2 separate regions of the Oryzias latipes genome follow, and region 1 is linked to region 2. Evidence: chromatin contacts called from public Hi-C data. All regions are on one chromosome and are shown on one strand. The core of a region is the stretch at or near the end of the contact, and the rest is flanking DNA. Distances in the headings are between cores, read along the strand shown.

Region 1 (7,695 bases), core at 4,576-7,075, 220 kb after region 2:
TCCTGGCATAGCTTCAGGCTGAATCTGAAAGATTTAAAACCATTAATCGGAGTATTTGAGCCTTGGTTTCACAAAGCAAGAGGCCAAATTGCCTGTCTCCCCCCTCAAAGCAAGCGTCTCAGTGAGTCACTGCTTCACGCAGCTTTTCTTGTAGGTATTTAGAGTCTACAACAATCTCAGCACAGACAAAAGGAGGTGCCCTTTCATGCTCCATTAAAAAGAACTTGAGTATCTTTCACACAACAGGCCTGCTTGAGACGCCAAGCGCTGCCTGCGCAGCCAAGACAAGCGTGCCGCCTGTTCTTTTTATTTTGTGATACTCGGGCGACATTTGGAGGAGCTCCAGCTTTTGGGATGATTGACCACAATTCTTTTTGTGTCGCTGCCTTTCAAGCTCAAAGTTAGCCTATCAAAGTGGCGTGCTCTTTGAGCGTTAATTTTGTTTGCACTAAAACAATGGTGGCGATACAGTGGAAGTCATTTGTCTCATAGGAAGTGAGTCCAGGTTTCTGTGGTAGTTTTGCTGAGCTGTACGCCACATTTATCCTTCACTTTTTCACAAAAAATGTGAACTTAATGACCAAAAAGTTGCTCAAGACTTAAAAGTTGGATAATAAATATGTTTGTATATGAGGGAATACATTTGTTATGTCACCTACCCCTCAACATAGAAATACCAAAGGAAACAAATCCAGCTCTAGTGGATTTATAAAGATGAAAGAAATTGTGTCTTGTATCTTAAAATTTAAGGGAAAACAAAAAGCTACATTTAAAGGCTTCATGCGATTTTTTTTTTTATTTTTTTTTTTTATTTTTTTTTTTTTTAATTTATGTTTATTTTAGTAACAATTTCAGTAATTTGTTTGTCTCCTTGAAGACAAATATTTTTAAAGACTTGGTGAACTTTTGGTCAACTCAAAGGGCAGAGCTTTGGTTCGGCGAGATGCGAGTCTCTTACCCAAATCCTTCTGGTTGCACAGTTCTAATGCATCTTCATTGCCAATCTGCACTTTGGCACAGCATTCAGGCTCCGTGCAATTATCCCACTTATCCAAATAACAAAAAGCATTTCAGGCAAATGCACAGTGCCGATCTAAAGCTTCGGCACAAAAAGAGGTGGCAGGGTTTTTTTTCTTTTTTCTTGAGTGTCACCATTAATGACGTATTAATTTATGCTACTGCCCCAGCGGTTGTTTTGATGCTTTGTCCACCAATCCACTAATGCCATCACTTCAGTTAATTACCCTCAATTAAGACACTATAAAAGACTTGTAAAGAATTGCTAATAAACTCATTTGGAAACGTGGAAACATTCAAAAGCAGACCCTGGATTGAAAGCAATTAACCCCAGGCATTTAGATAGGATACTTCCATTTTTCCTTTCCATTTTTACACTTTAAAAATAATTTTAAGTGAAAGCATGAGCAAAAAATGTGAAAGTTGTGAGGGGCTTAACGGAAACTGTATGACTAAATACTCTGACCCTTTAGCTTTCCAGCACGTCGTGAACTAAATTCAGATACGACATGAACTTAAAAATGTTTTCAATATGTTCTTGTGACATTGTTTCTGATGACGGAGGACATATATTTAAAGAAAATTAAGCTTCAAATTGCATTTCTTATATTTCTTTATTCAAATCGTTGTGAATCAGGAGCAGACGAAAATGAACTGCTTTGAAAAGAGTGTATTTGCGAAATGGAAAATAAGCTGGGCGCGCAACAAGCTCTCTGCTCCAATCTTTCTGGAAAGAGGATGGGAAGGGGGGCGGGGTTGCTTTTCAGCCACAAGTCAGAGGTGAATTTCTGATGAACGTCTGCCCCTCTGTAGAAACTGTCTAGTTTTTTTTATTTTGGCACAAAATGACAAACATGTTTAAAAGGCCTCTGAGAAGCTTCATCCAGTGTGGGTCCTTGGGCTAGATTCTTTGCACTACTGCCTAACAATGTAGCCACAAGGGGGTCCTAGTCTGTGCCCCTTGTGCCGGTCCCCAGTTCGTATGACATACAGGGTTGTGTCAGAAAGGGCCTCCGGTATAAAAATCTTTGCCAAACCACTTGTGCAAATCAGTAAAGGTATATGCTGAAAGGTGAACAACAAATGTAATTTTACATTCTATTTAGGCCTGGTGCTTGGTGTTTGGGGTCCTTCATAAACCCCCCTTTTCCTGACACTTTCTGGATTAAGCTTGACTTTAACCTGCTTAAAATCTCCCTAAATTCTTTTTTTTAACAACTTTTCAGATATTGATTTTACAAGGGCTTTTTAAATAACGTTTTTGGTTCACCAACATATCGTATCTCAACATAAACCAGCCTTATCTTCTTTTAAAGGTTTACTTTTCGCACCAGAATGTCAGAGAAAGCCAAATTTAATCTGGCAAAAGAGAACCTAAAGTCAAAGTAGGATTTGTTTCTTTCCTATTTGGATTATAATTGATGTTTTTAATGAATCAAATGAACTAAGAAGTGTGGAAAAACTGGCTTGTCATTTACTAACAGGAAGGACGTGTCTCTGGGAATTCTGGGCATGTCTGAGTCGCTTGATACTGCTGAAGTTGTGAATTTGCCTCGCTAATGGTGAAGTCAAACAGAAAGATTAAAAGCTCAGCAAAACGCCAAGCATGGCTGACGGGTCACCAGCCTCCTTTGAAGCATATTTCCAAACAGCTGATGCACACAGAACGCTCCCTTCACTCGTATTGTGGTAAACCTTAGACAGGAGTGCAGGCGAAATCCGAAAGGACCGAGCAAAACACTTCAACCTGGAAGCGCCTGTGACACAAATAATGATGTTGTCTTTTGCTTGCTGATTCATGAGGATGGCTAATTAGCAAGGACATCAAATTGTTGTGACAGTTGTTTGGATCTCCCATCGTCTCTCTATTGATTTGAGCTTGTTGTGTTTCTCCTTCTGCTGCCTCCTTTCGCTCCAGCTTTGTCTTTTGTTCTGCTTCTCCTGAGAGGACTGTGGGAGCAGCGTGTCAGTGACTTGCCAAAGTTGATTAAGACAACCTTGCCCCTCTTGCAGCCCATAAACCTGACTGAACAACACAACATCTCTCACATTTCAGCTTAACCATCTCCAATAAACAGTCTTTTAATTCCCAATTGATTTTTTTTTTTTAACCTCCTTAAGACCTGACGTTTACATGAGTGAACATCACATTGTGGGTTGTATTAAAGCCTAAAAAATAAAGAATAAAAATGGCACATCAAACAGAAACTCAGGTCTTAAGAGGTTAAAGAAAAAAGTTACACATGACATTGAAACCGAAGCTTAAACTTTTTAAAATTTAAGAAAAGAAAAAACAGTTTGCTTGAAAGGTTTTTCTGAATGGATTTATAAGAATATTTCTCAGTCGTAAAGAAAAAAGACTTGCAAGCTCATGCCTAAAACAAAAAAAAAACTGCAGTAAGATTTACAAAGAGCAATCTGTTGATTTAAAAATCCCACTGAACTTGCACAGCATGTAGATTTCTGATTACATTTAAAAATGTCACTAAAGATTTGAATCCACGTTACAGAAATGGAATTCACGCATCTGCAATGCGGCTTTGTCATTCAAACTTCCATTAAAACCCCTTTTCATGTTTGTTTACACTCTAACTTACAAAAATAAAGAATACAGACAGTCACATTATTTGCTTGCCACTTAAATTTAAAATTTTTGACCAAGTGAGATGAGATTTGGACAAGTTAATTGAATTTACATAGCCATTTTAAATTTTACAATAAGGTAAGATTGTTTACCATTAAATTTTAGGGATTTACAAATGTGAAATGAAACTTTTTTTATCCCAAATTCTATACTTAAGTACCAATATTTACCAATATTGCATCTGTTCTTTGTTTTAATTTCATCTTGACAGCTGAGCTAAATCCTGCTGTGTTGGTGATTAACTTTTCAAAACTATAAATCTAAATTTGCAAGTTTTCTATCCAGTTTACTTTAATCAGAGGAGATACTGACGTAATTTCACAAAAGAAAAGTACATTAGTGCCGCATTTTACATATGCACATACGAAATGTATTTTGCATTTCCATGATAGTGCATTAGATGACTCTTTGTTCACTGTGTCTCCCTTAATTTGGCAAAAGCGGGTCCATTATAACTGCGATTTTCTGTAACTAATTGCGGTGCACTCAAGCTGGCCTTTGAGGCTCTGCTGTTCATCAGCATAACCCAGGTGTGCATGCATGCAGGGCTACATCCATCGGTTTTCAGTACAAACACTCAAACTCAAAGAACAGCATGTGCGCCCATACTGTGAGTCATGTGCTGCCGATGTATTGTGAGTAACTATAGCATGTGGTGGGTGTTTTTGACTGTCAATGTGTTTATTTATTTATTTGGTGATGTTGGAAGGTTTACAAGTCTCTGTATCACCTGCAGCATTTGTGTGCCCTATTAATGCCGAATGCTCACCAAGTTAAAACATGTCAAACCGTGTCTGACAACTGTCGGCAGATGAGAACAACGTCGGCTTCGTGTCCCTATTTCATATGCCTGCTTTATAATGCAACCTAGCTGCATCTCACCACACCAACGCCTCAGTTGCTACAGGAGCCACATTGTTAAATAATTCAACAGTGGCATGTTTCTAAAACCTAAACCACTGCCACTCAATACGGTTGAAATCTGTGCTGATTCAGGCTGACGTGTTGAGACAAGGGGCTATTTAGGGGCATGAGAAGATGGGGGTTCAGCTCCACTTCAAAGTGTTCAGTTTATAGTGTGAAATACATTTTTACAGCATCAAATTTGTCCAGTTTTCCAAATATTCCTTGTTTTTGAAACCTGTATTGATCCATTTGCAAAAGCATTTTATGTTCCATTATTTAGTTTTTTTTAATCTAAAATCTGTAAAATATGCAAAAACCATGTTATGTGAAGATTTAGCCTCTTCTTGAGAGGAACTTACTAAAAACAGCCTCTGCTCTTCTTCATCTTTCCATATCTGCACCTCCTCCCATGATATGCACTCTATCAAACGTTTTGTAAATGATCAAATTTTATACAATTTACTTTGGTTTTTCTGCCGTCTAACGCCCCCTCTGGAGTTAGATGTGCTGAATTTTTACAAAAATCAACACAAAGTAAAGTACTATTCCGGACTGCTTCTCCAGTAGATGTCAGTAAAACATCCTCCCTATAGTTTTCTTTTTGTGTTGACTAAGGGATGTGAGGAAAATGTCCAAACCTTCAACACCAGCAGCTAAAATTATATACTGTAAGTGAAGAGAAACTCTATTGATGAGGTAGGGAACCTGACTTAGTGCAGGTCAGTTAAATCAAGCTGCGTTCAGAGCAGAAAATGAACCAAAATATTGTTTTTGTGTGGTTTCTGTCAATTATTTTAAGTTTTTTCTTTAAAAAAGACACCACTTGATGCTAAAAATCATTAGAATTAAATAGTTCTCAAGCTTATTGCCGTGTTTAAGTGGATTTTATTTTAATTTTTGAAGATTTTAAATACATTCATTAGATTTCTTTGGTGCTAAAAGCAGAGTACAAATCTTTTGTTTTGTGGTTTGAAATAAGCTCGGACTCAGTCAGTACCAAAACAAGTTTAGACACTTAAAAATAGGACGACAAAGCTGCATATACAAGATTTCCTCTGCAATGAGACTGTTCTGGGTCTGTTTCTCTTGGTGTAGCCGTTAGTTGATCAAGTGTACGCCATTCAAAGATTTGCCTTCTGGCAGCTTTTTTTAATCTTTTTTTTAATATATGTGTTGTTGCAAATTATGGATTGAAAAGGGGCAAATAACTCATGATGGTAGAAAAGCCAGCTGACTTCTTGAAGCCTCTCACTGCTCCTCTGTCGCTATATCCGTCCTCCTCGCCCCCTTCCAACCCCCCTCCCCTTCCCCGCTCTCAGTCGGAGCGCTTCTCGTCTCCAAAGCTCGTCTGCGGTAGCATGTCCTCAGACGTGCAGCCGCGGTGCGATGAAGCGGACCAAAAGACGCCGCCAGCGCAGCGCAAGTACAGGTAAGCCCCTTCACCTGGATGCTTTATCCCTCCTCTCGTCTACATGATACGAGCAATTTGCTGCGCACACCTCTGCTCTATCAAGTATATTTGTTTAAATGGAAACCAAAGCTGTCAAATTAAGAGACTGAGGGCTTATTTTGAAGTGAAAGCAGTCAACGTTTAAAGATAATTTGACAATGTTAAGTGGAGTTGAACCTGTTAATTAGTGGACTCTCGCTATAATCGTAGGTGTACCTGTATTAATGATTCTCCCGTGCGTAAAAAGCCCCCATATGGACATTTGCGAGCGTAAAAGTGATTTTCGTGAACGAAAAACAGCTGGAAAAGCACACAAGTTGGCAGTATCCCCGTCTGTTCTGTGGGTACATTTGATCACGAAGACAATTAAATATTTATCGCTGGATCCTCATCCGATTGTGCCACAAGGCGCACACTAGTGGAAGCAAAGCCAGCCTCGCCGTCGTGCATTCTGAACGGAGCCGCTGCGCTCAACGCCGCGCGCTTTCTCATTCAAATCTTAGCACGCATTCATCCAAGACCTTTTGAATTCATGTAGTTTTACGCATTTTAAAGAAAAATGTTGGATAGAAATCTTTTTGTTCAGGGAGCATCTTTGAGTTTTGAATTAACATTTTCCAAAACTCATTTCTACTTGATCATGAGAAACAAGTAAATATTGATGCATTTTAGTTTACTGTTTCAATATTTACCATGGAAGAAGGCGCACATCCAGCTCCTAAACAGTTTTTCAATTCGATCTAATTTGCCCAACGGCGTTTTCCTCAGTGGTCGATCAGAAACATGCTGTTACTTTCGCCTCAACGCTCCTTCAGCATAGCACTAACGCACCGTTTTGCGTCGCAACTGTTCCAGGCATGCGTAAAAGCGCAACAGACCTAAGTCCAACTGCGGGTCCTATTCATTTTTTCTACACACACAAATGCGCACGCATGTACGCACACAAGCAGATCCTTCACATGATGCTTTGGGTGACGCAGGGAGGATATTGTGTGTGTGTGTGGGGGGGGGGGGTGTTTTGGAGGTAAAGCTGGATTCTTAATCAATCAGACCTTATCATTTCTTTCAGCTCAGCTCATTGCACTTTTTTAATCAATATGGTAATTTCCGTTACATCGCTTTAATGGTGTCTGTGTGAGGTGGTGGTGGTGGTGGTGGAGGTGGAGGAGCGCACTTCTGAAATTTTCCATCTTTTGGCTAGATGAATCAGAACAGCCCGATGTGTGACGGCTGGAGATTTACTCAAGTTTGTGAACGTTTCATTTACTTTTATATTAATTTGGGGAAAGTTGGGCTGCGTGGAAGTGGGTTCAAGTGTGATGGACAGACTAACTGCAGACAGGGGAGCAAACCATTTTGTGAATGAGTTTTCCAGTTTATCAGATTTCCCCCCTCTTTTTTCTTTTTGAGGACTTGTTAAAAAAAGTGTCACCAAGGGGGGAAGGTATAAAATCCTTCTTTCCCTGCAACAATGAGCGCTTGACCTTGATTAAGCCTGCAGAGTTGGCTCAATATTGGTGGTAGTAAACGCACAAAACCTGTATTTTAAGGTATATGGTTGTGCACTCTGTCAAAGTCTCTTAATTTATCCGTGCAAATAAAATATAGTCGATAAAAAATACAAATGCAGACTGGTCTTTTTATTATTTTTATGGGTTTGTTGTCTTTTTTCACATTA
Region 2 (6,945 bases), core at 786-3,285:
TCTCATGAAAGCGGTGCTGAACCACTCTTTGTCTGGCTCGTCACCCAGGACCTGTCTGCCATGGGAGACTCTACCTGACAGGTTAGCTCCTGGGACCACCCAAATCATTTACTGGCTCAAGTACTTTTTGGGCGAAGTAACAAGTAACAATAGCTAATTACTTTTTGAAAAGTGAGATTCCCAACACTGCATTTGACTGAAGCTTTAATGAAGTACTTTCTTCAGCCTTTGTTTTAGTTAAATGGCTTTGGTAACTCTTTGCACAGAGTGAAATTCAACCTTGAAATTAATGTCTTAATTGATATTTGTATTAAATTGAGACATTGTCAGGCCCATCCCTTTGCATTAACAGATCCAGTTAGGAGCTATTAATGTATTAATTCTGGGCACGCAAAACGCTCCAAAGTTGTTTCAGAACATTGAGTGCCAAGTGCCGCAGAAAATTCGTTCCAGGTCAGTAAGCCCTACCAAACTTCAAACATAAGGCGGGCCTGATTGTAAGGGGTACTGTTGATTTTTGAGGAAATGAAAGGATTTTAAGATTGCCTTATGGTTCAGAAACACTGGAATTTGACCTTTTTCTTACAGAGCAAAATCTGAGCGTATGGACCAGCTTTTTGCTCTGCCTTATCCCTGTTTTAAAAATTTCTGAACATTGCCGTTATCCATTAAGAATTAGGCAAAAAAGTCATAGTTATTAGCATTAACCTCTAGAAAGTGACCTTTAGCTGATGGAAGTGAAACGCACAGATAAAGTAACCAGTTTAGACATTCATCTGTTACTCAGAAAAGAGCTGGATTTTTTTCTCATAGGAGAAAGTTCTGTGGAGAGTTTAAGTTTTTTGTTTTGTTTTTGAGTGTCTGTCCAGGTTTTCAGGTTGTTTTTTTTTTGTCTAGTTTGTGTTCAGTTTTATTGTTAACATTGTTGCCTAAGGTGGTGTTGCTGCTGCACTCTTCCGTCACAGGAATCCTTGTCTGATGCACCACAGTTGTGCGTTTTTCCACTGTGTTCAACTGTTATTCTGTGTGATTAACTGGGGTTTGGATGAAAATTCCGAAAATAAATAATATTTATTGCTTGTGACTGCAAACCAAAATACAGGCATGTGGGTTAACTGAAGAAGTGAAATGATACTGTGACTATTATTCATATTATGAGACCAATAAATAAACAGAAGACCAAAAAGGAAAAATCCAAATCTTTACCTTCCCAAAGTTGCAAAATGAGAAGAGCTTCAGCAACTTTTAACCGCCTTACTAGAGCAAAAGCAGGCATGCATTAGTTGTATACAAAGATGGACTAAATCTTGAGATGTATATGGTGCAAAATTCTTCTTTTTTTCAAAGTTTGGAGATTGTTTTAGCGTCAGAAGAGCAATTTTCTCAATGTGCGGATCCAGTAATAAGAACTCAGTCACTTCTTAGTCCATTAATATCTGATGAAGTCCTGCAGGTCACGTGCTCCTCACAAGCCCAGAAGATAAACACATTCTTTCCAAGCTCTGATCATGACCAAACCTCCATGTAGGCCAACCATATCGCTACTCTGAGCTATTATGAGACGTTTTCCATCAAAGCAAAAAACATCTCAGAACTTTTGAAATGGATGTTTTCAGTGGAACATGTTATCGTGAGGCGTTGGTTTCAACGGCAGGTGCATTCTCTTACCTTTCCTGTGGTGCTGAGTGGCTGCCTGCAGGAGCAGAAGGGCCAGCAGAACCCCCCTCAGAGTCACATGGGTGCACATGCCTCCTCACACAAATCTCGTCAATTTAGCTTAAAAGTGGTTGTAAAGACAATCACACCATCAACGGTTTCTCACGTCTGACAGACCTGCAGTAGCTAAATGAGCTGGATTGTTTCTTCCTTTTTGTCTCCTCCCTCCATCCATCCCATCTCACGTTCCTTCTCTTTCAAGCTTTTATTTTCTTAGTGTGTGCTTTCTTAAGGTCAGGCCAGACTGTCTGGACTTCCATCTGGGAATCATTAGAACTTTGGAGAACGCCTCCCCCGCTGGTTGGACTCTTCTGACATCTGCTGGATGGATGACTGCTTGCTTGGTGGACTGGTTCACTTGCTGGATGATTTTTCTGGACTCTGAACGCATAACTGGTTAATAAAGTAAATAAAAGACTGGCCAAGCCCAACAGCTTCCCATGTGCTAGAATTAACCTTTTCCTTTCTCAAAAGAGCATCAGACTTTAAAAATTCAGTTTCTTGAATTTGAAAGCTCTGTGACTTTTACAACCAAACAAGAAAAAGTGGAGATTTTATTGTTATTATTATTATTATTATTATTATTATTATTATTATTATTATTATTATTATTATTATTATTATTATTATTATTATTATTATTATTATTATTATTATTATTGTTATTATCTGATTAAAAGCCCAACTTTGAGAAATGTTTTAATGATATCACATCCACCATTTTTCAGCCAAAGAAAAACAAAACAATTGACTCCTATTGAACTTTATTAGCAACCACTGAAGAACAAACATTAGCTCACTTGCGCCCTCTTTGTTGAGGCAGAGCTCCTGGCTGCCTCCCGTCATGTCATTTCAGTGCAGCTTTATGTCATCTTCCAGGTCAGGAGGTATATGGACCAGATGCCCGAGCCACCTCAGCTGGCTCCTCTCGATGTGGAGGAACGGCGGCTCTACTCTGAGCCCCATCTCTAAGGTTCAGCCGCTTGTATTCGGGACCTCGTTCTTTCGGTCATGACCCAGAGTTCGTGACCATAAATGAGTATTGGAACAAAGATCGACTGGTAAATTGAGACACACTTTCTGGCTCAGCCATCTCTTCACCATAACAGCAGATGCTGCACCAATCTGCCTGTCAATCTTATGCTCTGATCTTCCCTCACTCGTGAACAAGACCCAAAAATATTTAAACTCTTCACTCCACCCACCCAGAGAGGCCAAACTACTTTTCTCCAGTCGAGAACCATGGTCTCAGACTTGGCGGTGTTGACCCTCATCCCAGCAGCTTCACACTTGGCTGCAAACTGCCCCAACGCGTGCTGGAGGTCCTGCCTCCATTAAGCCAACAGGACGGCATCATCTGCAAAGAGCAGAGAAGAAATCCTGTGGTCCACAGACCGGACCTCCTCCATCCCCTTGATAGGCCTATTAATTCTGTCCATAAAGACTATCAACAGAACCGGCAATAAATGGCACCCCAGCTCCAACATGCACCGGGAACAGGTCTGACTTACTGCCGGCTATGCGAACCCTGTCAAAGGCATTCTAAGCAGTAAGTGAAAATGTGCTAAAAATCTGTGTTTCTTCCTTCAGCTTTTCTATACTTTTCTGCTAAATAAAAACTCCAGAACAACTTCAACTAACAGGAAACATAAGTCAGCTAAAATAACTCGTGGATACTTTTAAAAGGCAGCACCTGCAGCTTTGTCTCTGACCTCGGCTAAATAGAAAGAGCTCAGCCAGAGAGTTTTCTTTGTGAAAAAAGTACCATAAAATTCTCCATTAAGGTGTATTTAATGAAACAAGGACGTCTGACCGCATGCAGAAAGACTTCAAATGATAACCAGACTGAGACTGATGGAGGCTGCAGCAATGCTCTCAAAGCATCAGGATTAAAGGATGTCAAGACCGCCGTTCCTCCGCAGCTTTTTTTGTTCTATTGCCTCAAGAACCTGCTCAATAAATACAAGGTTGTCCTTCTGGTGTCAAAGCATATAAAAGCATGTTGAAGGTGCTTTGACTTCAGCTCTTTTGGTCGATTTTCTGACAATTCATGAAATAAAAATACTCACACACACACACAAAAAAAACAATCTGGCGGGAGAACGGTATGTAAGCAACTGAACATGAGGCGTTCACGGACAAAAAAAAAATTGCTTTTGTTTAAAAAAAAAAAAAAAGCTACAAAATATACAAACTTTAGGAGCTTGTTGGATATAAAACAATACAATCAATACTTTTTTAATCACTTAGTTTTTAATGGGACAAATTTAAAACAACCTCAAACTTTCAAAATGTGTGAAATATATACAGGTTTCAACTAACACAGTTAGTTTTGTGAAATCCGCTGCCTTGAAAATAAGTAATGTGTAGAAATATAAAAACATAATTATTTAGAGTTTTTTTTTTTTTTGCTTTTCTGCACGTTCTTTTATCATGTAGAGCTCAATTCTCCAATAGATGCAGCAGCCTTGAAGAAGCTAAATTCTTAATCAAGATAATCCAAGCCAAAGTGGTGCTCAAATTGCATTTGTATGAGAAAATAGACAGTTTTTCTCTTAAAGAGACAGTTTTTCTTTTAAAGAGAAACAGTTTTGGAAGTCTGGAACTTGTGAAAGCTGTTCATATTGGGTCATCATCTTTGTGGAGGACCAAAAATCTGATCCCAAATGATTTTTTCTAACCCCCCCCACCCACTTAGTTTTTTTTCCTTATATAAAGAATTTAAGTAGAACAACAATTTCTGATCCATGCTTGTGTTACAGTTTACCTCCATTGGTTTGGCTCATTTCTTGAAACAGAAATTACATTCTCAAAACAACATGGACAAACCTCCAAACCACTTGGCAATTGTTCACAACCGAATAGAATTTCTCATTAATTCCATCAAATTGCAAATGTCTTTGTTCATGTTTCAATGTCTCAGTACATCTTTGCAAATGATTAAGTACAGGTAGCCTACATTTAGCACAATTTCCAAATGAATAGATCTTGTTGATCTAAACTGATTGTTGATTCTCAGTCTAATGGTTGTTCGCTCCAAAATGAGTCGGCATCATTCCATTGTGTAAGTCATCACGTGCACAATAGTTTGTTCAATTGTCAAAATTAGTCAAGAACATAATACCATGAATACCATATATGAATCTCTTGGAACATTTGATAAATTTATTACAGCAATTGACAGTCAGGTGAAACTAGAACTTGACTAATAAAGGAGGATGTCCCAGGCCAGCGAGGGGGCGATATAACTATGTGTGCTGCCATATCTGAGAATGGAGTGGCCACTTACATCCATAGTCTTGGCCCATGCAACCGCCTTCATTTTGATTTGATCCCTGAAAATGAGAGAGATCTCGTAGGGCCTCACCTACCACTGTATGCTATTGTATGGGACAATGTGAATTTCCACCGTGGCTCAATCATCACGGCCAGGTTCACTATTCATCCAAGGATGTTCATAGTGTTCCTACCACCTTACTCTCCTTTCCTCAATCCTATTGAGGAGTTTTTCTCCGCTTGGAGGTGGAGAGTGTTTGAGCATCGGGCTCAAGATCAGAGGTCCCTGCTCCATGCAATGGATGCTGCGTGTGAGGATATTACAGGAGATCAGTGTAGGGGATGGTAGGGACATGCACGCCGTTTCTTCCCTCGTTGCATTGGAAGGGAGAATATGTGCTGTGATGTGGACGAGAATCTGTGGCCAGACAGACAACAGAGTGTGGATGGCCAGCAGGGTGAGGAGGATGGCCAGGAGAGGGAGGGGGAGGAAAGCGGCCAGTGAAGAACTGTTAGTTGTGTAACTCAAGCAAATTGTATTCTGTTAACTATACAAAAACAGTACAGTAACCATTGTCAATGAAGGACTGAGCTAAGACTGAAAGGTGGACATGAGGGATATTTCAATGGTCCTCTGCTATAGTGACAAAACATCTAATCATTTTGACTTGCAGTGCTTACACAATGCCAAAGGGACGAAGTATTTTGGGGGCACTGACTGTTTAAATGAGAAGGAAATGTAGTTTTGACACATGACGGAATTGTTTTGGGAGAGATATGAGCTTTTGCAGGTGAACCATGGTGTTGAGACGAAACATCCGCATTATTTTGGCAAAAGCACCAAGAGTGTTGAGAACGTCCGGTCTGCTTCAAGAAATGAGCCAAAGCAATTGAGAAGGATCTTTGCCATTTTTCTGGCACTGGGAAAGGAATTTAGTTTTGAAGCATGAGTGAACAGTTTTGGGAGCTATAGTGTTGTGCTGAATTGTAAGACTGTTTTGCCAAATGATCTTAGAATTTTCAGAATGTAATGTCTATTTCAAGAAATGAGCCAAACCAATGGAGAAAAACTGTAAACGGGCTCAGCATCATCCTTTCCCCTCCCTGTGATGGCCACTAGGGGGCAGTGTTGCGACATAAATCCTCACTGATCCAGACCAACTGGACTCCTCCAAGATCATGCAGTGATTGCTGCTTCTCCTCAATTCCTCCTGCGACGCATGAATTCAGAAATAATTCAATTCTGTTCAGATAAGGTCTGTCAATATGAATACAACCACTTAGCAGAGATCAAAGGGCAGTCTGGGTTCAAAATAGGTGGGGACCCTCAAGACATCTTTTAGTTAATTGCTTCTCTCCTTTAAATCACCGGAATGCCTCCAATATGGTAATTTTTCTGAGGCTGCTATAAATCTGAACTTGCATTAGTCTTCCTTAATTGCTGAATTTGCTATCAGACGAAGAGATGGCAGCTGTAGTTGCAGCAGGTCGTGATAACATGGAAAACACCTGAGTTGGCTGCAAAAAGATCTGCACGGTTGAGCCATTCTGTCCTGCTAAGACACGTCACGGGAATTTTTTTTTCTTTTTTCAGCTTCATGTTAAAGCACACTCTGATAAACTGAGGTTGTTTTTTTTTCCTACAGAGAAATAAACCCAGAGGTCAGACAGGTCAGGTTTTGTCCTTTTTTGATGCTTCATCCAGAAGGATGCAGACACAAAAAATTACACATTTTTACCTCCAAGAGAACAAGAAAAGAGGGGAGATGGTCATTTAGATGATCATTACAGGTTTAAAAAGAGCCACTATGAAGCAAAACAGGAAAAAAAAAGTTTGGTTTGTAAAAACAAACTCTTTGGAAGTTCTGTTTATCAAGCACAGTTTGTGGCGTCCATCACAACGAATGGGGGCTGGCGTAAAAACCGGCTGTCAATCACATCTCCAAACTGCTG

Evidence for each region. Hi-C and Micro-C count contacts between places; a contact is called where the count stands out from the background.
Region 1: a contact with region 2 is called in a Hi-C map of embryo, with 2.3 times the contacts expected there. The contact joins the promoter of chrm2 here to the promoter of LOC101163538 in region 2. A contact is called at or near these places in 2 of 5 Hi-C or Micro-C datasets (embryo and fibroblasts).

Annotation. Positions count from the first base shown.
Region 1 is chr23:18,622,556-18,630,250 of ASM223467v1, forward strand. chrm2 (muscarinic acetylcholine receptor M2) reads left to right here and starts at 5,826. Exons shown (of 3, transcript XR_002293045.2): 1 at 5,826-5,996.
Region 2 is chr23:18,404,404-18,411,348 of ASM223467v1, forward strand. LOC101163538 (protein FAM180A-like) reads right to left here and starts at 2,036. Exons shown (of 3, transcript XM_020714279.2): 1 at 1,834-2,036. The coding sequence starts at 1,891.